2 separate regions of the Drosophila melanogaster genome follow, and region 2 is linked to region 1. The links are chromatin contacts, called in public Hi-C maps. All regions are on one chromosome and are shown on one strand. Each heading gives the region's core, a stretch centred on a gene start, on an enhancer-like site or on the middle of the called end of the contact. The rest is flanking DNA. Distances are from core to core; before and after follow the strand shown. Region 1 holds the start of Pgant6 (Polypeptide N-Acetylgalactosaminyltransferase 6). Region 2 holds the start of Dhc64C (Dynein heavy chain 64C).

Region 1 (4,701 bases), core at 1,103-3,602:
CCGGCTGCCCATCGAGCAGTACAACAAGGATGGACGAATTATCAGGGGATTCCAGTTGGGTGCCCAGAGTTTCACCGCTCGCACAGCGCTGGCTGCCTTGGAGATCACCTCCAGGATTATACACCTGCTGCAATTCACGGCGGAGACTACCTTCGATATGCTATCTGCAGGTCCTTCCATGAAGAAGCGGAAGGGCGGCAGGCAGGGCAAACGGAGGCGACAGGGACGACCCAAGGACCTGCGCGAGGGCGTGGCCAACGCCTATACCATAGTGAGAGAGGGCATCAACGAATCGGCCAACACACTCATCGAAGCCGCCATCACGGAGCACGACCAGAAGGGCTACAGCGGAGCGGTGGGCGCGGTGGTACGCCAGATCCCTCAGCTGGTCGTCTGCCCGGCGGTGCTGGCCACCCAGGCCACCACCAACATCCTGGGCGGCGCCAAGAGCTCGCTGATTCCGGAGGCCAAACTGGAGGCGCGCGACAAGTGGAAGCAGGAGATCCACTAGGCAACTGCTTCACAGATCGACTAGGTTAACGGTAGCTATAGTTCACGGGGCTTACAGCATAACGCAATGTTTTCTATTGTTTTACTAATAATAAATAATGTACATAAAAGGAGCACTTGCACGAGACGGCGAGGTGACGAGGGATTTGGGATCCCGAACGGTGATTCCGACATGGGTGTGATTGAACTTATCCTTTTTAGCCATATTACAGTACATGAGAGTTATATTTTTTATTATTTTACCTGAATAAATATATATATATATAAAAGAAAAAGATGACGTATTTCTTCATGGTGCTGCTAAAAGTTTAAGAACGGATACTATTCTAGCAAAATTTAACCGAACTACCAGAATTTATTAAACCCTCAGCTAAAAATGAAGTACAAATAAAAACAACTAGCAGTTTACAAAATGATTTAAAAAGACGTTACTTTTATTTGTATGCTTCTCTGTGAATGGCAAGTTTCTGTAAACAGCTGATTGCTTGCTATTCGGCGCGAATGAATGTTCGTTGGCGCATGGTTTACGTAAAAGCCGCATAAATCGCTGGAAATATTAGTTAAAATTAGGTATCTAAGCTTAAAATTAAACATAAAACCATGTCCAGTGCGCTGACTCGCCTGTTGGAGCGCCTGCCACTGAAAAAACAGACGGCGCAAAGCGGTATTCGTGTTTTTTCCAACCAGGAGCAGCGGCAAGAAATTGAGGATGATGAAGGTAAACAATTAAGTTTCCCTGGCTTACACGTTTTATAATGGATATATCTTCCTGATCGGCCAGAATTCCGAGTGCTCAGCCTGCGGACGGTGAAGCAGCAGATGCAGAAGCGCCAGCAGGTCCGTCGGGATCCCATCACACCGCCGCGCACTGGCCGCATGGCGGTGGATCAGGACTGGACGGCCGTTTGGCCAGGACCACGTTCGTTCCACCCGGCCAGTGTGCCTCTGCCACTGCGGCAGGGATTCACGGAACGCGGAGCAGCAGCTCCGTCGAAGTTCGCCAATGCAGAGCTGATGAAGATACCCAACTTTCTGCACTTGACACCGCCGGCCATCCGTCAGCAATGCGAAGCCATCAAGAAGTTCTGCACGCCATGGCCAAAGGGTCTGGAGACAGAGGCCAAGTGGCAGCGCCACTTCCCCCTGGAGGTCACCACCACAGACTACTGCCAGAGTTTGCCCACGATCAGGAATCCGGAGGCCAGGCGCGTCACCATTACCCTGAAGCTCTCTGACCTGAAGTTCGATGCGCACGCCAGGGATAAGTTCCTGCGCCTGGTGGGCGATCGCTACAACAAGGACACGGACCTCGTTACCTTCGTCACGGATCGCTGTCCGCAGAAGAAGCAGAACTACGACTACGCCCTGTATCTGCTCACCGCTTGCTATCACGAATCCTTTGTCACCGAGCCGTGGGAGGCCACCAAATCGGAGGCCGACATGGAGGTCTATCTGTTCGAGCGTAACCAGTCGAAGGTCTCCGCCGAGGGAATCCTCAACTGGAACGCCAAGAAGGGTGCTCCAAAAGTGGTTCCCAGCAAGTCATTCGCTGAATGCGTGGAGAAACTGATAAACGAAGGCGAAAACGAGTACAACTTGGGCAAATACAAGGAGGAGGTCAAGAAGATGTTGAACATTGCCTAGGAAACTGGATAGTTGAGTGAACCAATAAAGCGAGAAGTTGTTAAAAAATAATCATAACAAGTATTTGAATGTTACAATATTTATCTTGTTAATAATTTTGAATTGAAACTGGGCAACCATGTAATCCCCCTTTACGACGCCCCTCCTTCGTTGTGAATGTCCGAACAGCTGTTTACAATGAAGGCGTGCCCGTGTGAATGGCATTAGAACAGCGCCAAGAACAGAACCAAAAAAACCGAATTTCCGCGGACGTGGAAGCAAACTTTTGTTTTGCTATGCTAATTAGTATTTTAGTAGTTAATAAGTTTATTCAACCCCGTTTGGATGGAGCTTTGAGTAGAATACAGTCGTAGAGAGGTGAGAACAAACTCCTGATAAGAATTCACCTGCTGATGACGTTTCACCTGATTAAAATTATAAAATCCGGAATTATAAACAAAGTTAGTCGCTGAAGTGTTTCTAAGTTATAGTACATTCATTGACATATGTCTGCGATAAGGTAACTATCCAGCGGATGTTCCTTCAGCGCAGTTAAATATCATTTCTATTATCTTAACTTTCGTATTGGTGAAAATGACTCGCCGCTTATCTTGTATTTTTTGTATGTGCGACCCAAAAAGATACATATGTGCTTACGTTTCTGAATTTTTCTACTTTTCTACTATTCTCTTTCACCCACAGACCACGTTGCAGTGCCGCCAGATAAAGAGACAAGCCAGCAAACATCCGCAGCACCTGAGCTAACAAACCAATATCACCATTACCGCGAGATATACTTCACCGACATTAATGGTTGACGTAGAGACCCGTAGAGCGCACACGTAGCCACGGATATCCGGCAAAGATGCGGCGACCCAATCTCAAGTGGATAGTGAAGGCCTCGCTGCTCTTGTTGATCTCACTGACTCTCTTCGTACTGATAACCAGCTGGATCTCATCTACTCCGTACACCAACAAGCCAGTCCATCATGGCGTGGAGCCCGTGCCCGAAAAGGCTGGCCTTTCCGGCGATGTCAAGGTGAAGGTGCCAGCTATAAAGCAACCAGAACCTCAGAAACCACAGGAACCCGACTTCGAAGAGGATCCTGAGCTGCAGAAGATCGATGAGCCCGAACCGGTGGAGGAAGAAGTCGATAATCCGCATCCGGCGGACGACGAACCGCAACAGCAGCCCCAGGAGGAGCTCCAAATGGCTGCGCCGGCGGACGCTTCGGTGAAGAAGGACTGGCACGACTATACTTTCATGGAAAAGGATGCCAAGCGCGTGGGCCTCGGGGAGGGCGGAAAGGCATCGACGCTCGACGATGAGTCCCAGCGAGACTTGGAGAAGCGAATGTCCCTGGAAAATGGATTTAATGCCCTGCTCTCGGATTCCATATCGGTTAACCGCTCGGTGCCCGACATCCGCCACCCTCTGTGAGTTGTTCATCAAAAAGCACTTAGTTTCGCTAAATATAGGAGTCGAGATAAGGCAGTGGCTCCCAAAATGGGCACTTCTCTAATGTGACGCTCCAAATCAGTTTTATTTTCAAAGTCAGATAAGACCATTTTGCTTGCTTGAAATGCTTATTATTTTATAGTAGGAAGATATTGAATTAATTATATCAGTGCAGTGATATCTGTTAACGAATAATTTATTGCCAATTCCAATTTATTTTAATCTATTAATTCAATTGCAGATGTCGCAAGAAGGAGTACGTAGCGAAGTTGCCCACAGTCAGTGTGATCATCATCTTTTACAACGAATACCTGAGCGTGCTGATGCGCTCAGTTCACAGTCTGATTAATCGCTCGCCGCCGGAGCTGATGAAGGAGATAATCCTGGTGGACGATCACAGTGACCGCGAATATTTGGGAAAGGAGCTGGAGACCTATATAGCGGAACACTTTAAGTGGGTGCGCGTGGTGAGGCTGCCAAGGCGCACGGGACTGATTGGTGCCCGAGCGGCGGGCGCAAGGAATGCCACTGCAGAGGTGCTCATCTTCCTCGATTCCCACGTGGAGGCCAACTACAATTGGTTGCCACCGTTGCTGGAGCCGATTGCCCTGAACAAACGGACGGCGGTGTGTCCCTTTATCGATGTGATTGACCACACCAACTTCCACTACCGGGCGCAGGATGAGGGAGCCCGAGGAGCGTTCGACTGGGAGTTCTTTTACAAGCGCCTGCCATTGCTGCCAGAGGATCTAAAGCATCCGGCCGATCCGTTCAAGAGTCCCATCATGGCTGGCGGTCTATTTGCCATTTCTAGGGAGTTCTTCTGGGAACTGGGCGGCTACGACGAGGGCCTGGACATCTGGGGCGGAGAACAGTATGAGCTAAGCTTCAAGATCTGGATGTGTGGTGGTGAAATGTACGATGCGCCCTGCTCCCGCATTGGGCATATCTATCGCGGACCTCGCAACCATCAGCCGAGTCCCAGGAAGGGCGATTACCTGCACAAGGTGAGTTTAGCAGTAGAGAATAAAGAGTAATCTAAATGGCGAATGGGAAATTGAGCCATAAACGGGTTTCATCCAACATTAACAGACACTCCCATTTAGTTT
Region 2 (4,701 bases), core at 1,507-4,006, 2.0 Mb after region 1:
GCGTCGGAACTTGCGCATGTGCTCCATGCGAGTTTGCAGCTTCTTATGGGCCGGAGAAACACGCCACACCATCTTAAGATGCTCGTCGCGCTTCTTCTTCACAATGTCTCGGAGCAATCCCTGCAACTTGTCGTACTCATCATCCCAGCAGCTGAAAATCTCGAAGCACTGGTTCATGACGCGCTCGAATTCATCGAAAGGAATGTGCATTAGGCGTCGGGTGCCCAGCACCTTAAGCAGTTGCTGCGACAGATCCCGCGATATGGCCTCGATAAGCTTGAGGCACCGCTGGATTGGGTACTTGGTGTTGCGCACCTTGCGTAGATGAGCGAAGATCTGCTGCACAGCAGGTCGGATCTTCTCCAGCTCGGTAGCGGAAAGTAAATCATTAATAGGGAAATCCTTCATCAGAGGATTGTAGTCGGCTACTGTAGCTAGAGCCTGTTTTAGTCCGGTATCTGTATCAAAGGACACGGTGGCATGGAAACGTTTTCCATGCTTCAGGATATCCAAAGTTAAAGCCACCTCTGGCGACTCGCGCTTTTCCTGAATGCGATACAAGGCCCGCTCCAGATTGAGCCAGAAGGAAATTTCCTGAAAAATTATTTCAATGTTGGATATTTCTTCTTGTATGTCAATAGCTTATTTTTTCTCACCTGCAGTGCAGTTCCCGAGCCTGGATCGCGGTTCAGCTTGGTCACCTTCTTGATCTCAGCGATCCAGCGGTTAACACCATTCTGCAGCAGATTCAGGAAAGAAGAATCCTCCACCTTGTCGCCAAAATCGGCCACCTTGGCCTTGCGGTTCTCCTCCGCGCACTTCCGGATCACATTGTTGACGGTCTGGTGAGCCGTCAGCGTGATCTCCGGTATGTCGATGTTTTGCTGCAGATGCAGCAGTCCCATCTCCAGCTCGGCCAGCTTCTTCTCCACGGAGGGAGCCATTTTGTCACCATCGCGATCAGCACGACCCGACTCCTTGACGTACGACTTGAAGTAAGGCGCCAGGGACTTGCTGATGAAAGCGTGCAGCGTCTCGTAGGGAGATCCGTCCGAGAAGTTGATCAGCCGCAGCTGCGAATGGATCGACTTGTCCGCCTCCACGACCAGGCCGCGCTTGATGCAGGCCAAAGATGCCATCCGACTGTTGGTGAAGTGAACATCGTTGCTGATTTGGTAGGTTACCTGCTCCTTCTCGTCCTCGCCCTCCGCCGGCTGCTCAGAATCGTCCTCTGAAAATGAATAAGTTGGTTAACAATCGAATTTCATAATGGGCCCACCCAGTTAATACATTAAACGTATAATAAATATGGTAATAAAAAATGGTTTTTTTTATTAGCCAATTGAAATAAATCCGTTGACTTATTCGTCCATTATTGAACTTTCAAAGGAAAACTAATTCCCGTTGATTACGTTTATCATGTCTGGCTCCACATTTACCCCTCACCCACTTTCAGTGGCATTCTACTGCCCACCTGGCATTGGACTCAATGGCACGGCATTGGCATGATTTCATTATCAAGGTGTTGACCTACGGAAATTAAGCGTCCAAGGAAAAACCTTCGAAATTCGTGCGCTCAAGGCTGGACCTTGGCGATGTCATTGCTCCCGCGCTGTTGGCCCCGTTGCCAATGTCAATGTGCCGATGGCATTGCCTTCGGCCAATGTCAATGTCGCTCCCAAAGCTATTGAAGCGGCGGAAGGTGTGCGCAGCCTCCAAGGTCGTTTCCGTAAACAAACTGGTTGCTTGGCAGGTACCAGCTGTTTCCCGGCGAATTGCTTGTAAACAAGCAAAGCCGGCAAGCGGCAAAACAGCTGTTAGCACTTATCGCCCTGCCGCGACTTTCGACTCATAGTTATCGAAGTGAATCATATGTGCTGACGTCATGCGCAGAAACCCGTTTTTATACCCTCTAATGCAGTACACTGATTTTACAATGCAGTTGGTATTTACTAACATGAATTATTGCTATCCTTCTGATTTTACGATTAATTCTGAATGCACTTTTTAGCAATATCGTAATATAAAAAATAATCCTATTTTTGTAATTGAATTTAAATTTTAAAAACTGTATGAATTTGTGATGCTTGAAAATTTTTCATACAAGTTGCTAGTGACATGGTAAGGTATTCCAGCTTCGACTTCCAAGCCAAAAAATATTTCTTATTGGAATTCAAACATCTGCCAAATTGATTTTTAAAAAACTGGTTGCGTATTCAGCTAGCAAACCCATAAATGACTCAATGTAACCATATGGAACTAATATTTTGAACTTATAACAAAAAGATTGCCTGAAAAGCTTGCCAACTTTCTTATCTTCGCCAAAAAGACGCCATTTTGTGCAGGTACCATTTTTTCACCCTAGATTTGCCAACGGGACAGGAATTCTTATTTTACCTTTAATGCAATTGCGTTGGACGTAAAGCGCCTGCACCTGGGGATCCGAGAGGAACTTCCGGATGGTGTCCTGGTTGACGGGATCGTCCAGAGCATCGTTCAGCGATGCGGGAACCACATCGTCCTCCGGCAGCAAAATGGTCACCGCCTTCCGAAGATAATTGGCAAATGCATCATAGTTCGCAATGGACAGGTTCACGATTGGATCCACCGATGTATCGGGGTTCTCCAAGGAGTCACCCATGTCCCACAAAGGTTTTCGGTATTAAATACTCCTCAAAAGGTGTACAATTTAATTTTTCACAATGCCTCGCCCTGTGAAAAATTACGTGAGTTTTTTTTTTCGCAAAATGTAAACGGCCCTGCCACTCAGTTGAAAATCGAAAGCAAAAAAGCCAGTGCTACCATAGTTGCGGCAGATATCAGAATACAGAACTGGGCGAAATGTTACCAGTCAGTCAGGAATGCTTCCCGCCAAAATTTCTTAGAGCAATTCCCATCCACGTGAGCGATGTGGCAACTCGATGCAGAGAAACAGCTGTTCGATTGTAGAGTGCAGTGGGTTCTTCCTATTTTGTTATTCAATAATTGTGAAATGTGCAATTCAATCAATTAAACCGGTATAATGCAAGCACTGAGAAGAACACGACCTTGGGGAGCTGTCTACTGGAATAGCTGGCGGCGCCTGCTAACCCAAAGCTGCACCCGGAATGATGTGGGTGCATAATATATCCGAGAAACGCAATAAGACCTTTGTTAAATTCCAGAATCCAGAGCTAACCAGTGATGTCAAGCACCGGATTGAGGCTCATTGGCGGGAGCAGCTCAGTGGAGGACAGTTCAATCCCAAGGACTCGCAGGACAAGTACTACGTGCTCTCCATGTTCCCGTATCCCTCCGGCAATCTTCACATGGGCCATGTGCGCGTCTATACCATAGCCGATTCGGTGGCTCGTTTCCAGCGAATGTGCGGCAAGAATGTGTTTCAGCCAATGGGTTGGGATTCCTTTGGGCTGCCCGCCGAGAACGCCGCCAATCAGCGTGGGGTGGAGCCCGCGTCCTGGACGGAGCAGAACATTGCCCAGATGAAGGAACAACTCAAGCGACTTGGTTGCTCCTTTGACTGGAACCATGAATTGTCCACCTGCAGTCCAAAATACTACAAGTGGACGCAGCATCTGTTCCTAATGCTCCATCGCCATGGATTGGCCTACCAGAACGAGGCTCTTGTTAACTGGGATCCCGTTGATAAGACCGTGCTCGCAGATGAGCAGGTGGACGCCAACGGCTGTTCCTGGCGGTCGGGCGCCAAGGTGGAAAAGAAGCTTTTGAGGCAGTGGTTTATCCGAACGAGTGCTTATGCCAAACAATTGCTAGACGGTTTGGAGGATCCCACGCTTCGCGACTGGAGGGATATTATTAACCTGCAGCGACACTGGATTGGAGAGTGTGATGGATACGCTTTCAACCTGCTCACCTCCGCCTCCGGACTTTTACGAGTGTGGACTACCCATCCGGAGCATTTAAAAGATCCCCATGCCTTTCTCGTGCTCCGCAGCAATCATCACTTGTCAAAGCTAAAGGGTGCGGACAGCCTAAGCGCAGCGAACCCGTTTGCGGGCACCACAATGCCTGTGGTCTTTAGCGACGAAGTGACATTTCCGCCAAAGAGCGATGTTTACCTGGCAGCCCCCAGCTTCCGTGGCGAAGACAAGGATTTGTGGGATTCATATGGACTGGCTTTTACTTCAAATGGCAAGGATGAGGAATCCCTAAGTCCAGCCAACTGGGAAATGTTAAGGAAAGAGGTGCTCCAGGCAGCCACACGCCTTAATGTTGGCGGCTATCGTGTATCCTCAAAGCTGAAGGATTGGTTGATATCACGACAGCGCTATTGGGGCACTCCCATTCCTATTGTACACTGTCAAAAGTGCGGAGCAGTGCCAGTGCCGGAGGAGCAGCTGCCAGTGTCTCTGCCTCCGAAGGATTCCCCGAAGGAAGCGTTTCTCTGTGATTGCCCAAAATGCGGTGAGAAGGATGCACGAAGGGAGACGGATACAATGGATACATTTGTGGACAGCTCTTGGTACTACTTGCGTTACTTGGACGCCCAAAATTCCGAACGCATTTTCGATACAGCGCTGACCAAGAAGTTTATGCCTGTGGATCTGTACATAGGAGGCAAGGAACATGCCGTGCTCCATCTTTACTACGCCCGCTTTATAAACCACTTCCTGCACAGTTGCGGGCTTTCGCCCACTAGCGAACCCTTTTCCCGGCTGCTAGTCCAGGGCATGGTGATGG

The links. A called contact is a pair of places that touch in the nucleus more often than the background predicts.
Region 2: a Hi-C map of the Kc167 cell line shows a contact between it and region 1, with 2.6 times the contacts expected there. The contact joins the promoter of Dhc64C here to the promoter of Pgant6 in region 1. A contact is called at or near these places in 15 of 107 Hi-C or Micro-C datasets (the D17-c3 cell line, the Kc167 cell line, the S2 cell line and 7 more).

The regions. Positions count from the first base shown.
Region 1 is chr3L:2,779,903-2,784,603 of dm6, forward strand. It overlaps Pgant6 (Polypeptide N-Acetylgalactosaminyltransferase 6), which reads left to right and starts at 2,353. Exons shown (of 4, transcript NM_167966.2): 1 at 2,353-2,653; 2 at 2,836-3,570; 3 at 3,834-4,599. The coding sequence starts at 2,999. mRpS35 (mitochondrial ribosomal protein S35) reads left to right here and starts at 997. Exons shown (of 2, transcript NM_079169.3): 1 at 997-1,228; 2 at 1,292-2,203. The coding sequence starts at 1,111. The coding sequence ends at 2,154. Atg2 (Autophagy-related 2) reads left to right here. Exons shown (of 2, transcript NM_139491.2): 2 at 1-775. The coding sequence ends at 511.
Region 2 is chr3L:4,822,931-4,827,631 of dm6, forward strand. It overlaps Dhc64C (Dynein heavy chain 64C), which reads right to left and starts at 2,757. Exons shown (of 15, transcript NM_001274503.1): 1 at 2,398-2,757; 2 at 657-1,231; 3 at 1-594. The coding sequence starts at 2,641. LeuRS-m (Leucyl-tRNA synthetase, mitochondrial) reads left to right here and starts at 2,923. Exons shown (of 4, transcript NM_139675.3): 1 at 2,923-3,112; 2 at 3,165-4,701. The coding sequence starts at 3,023.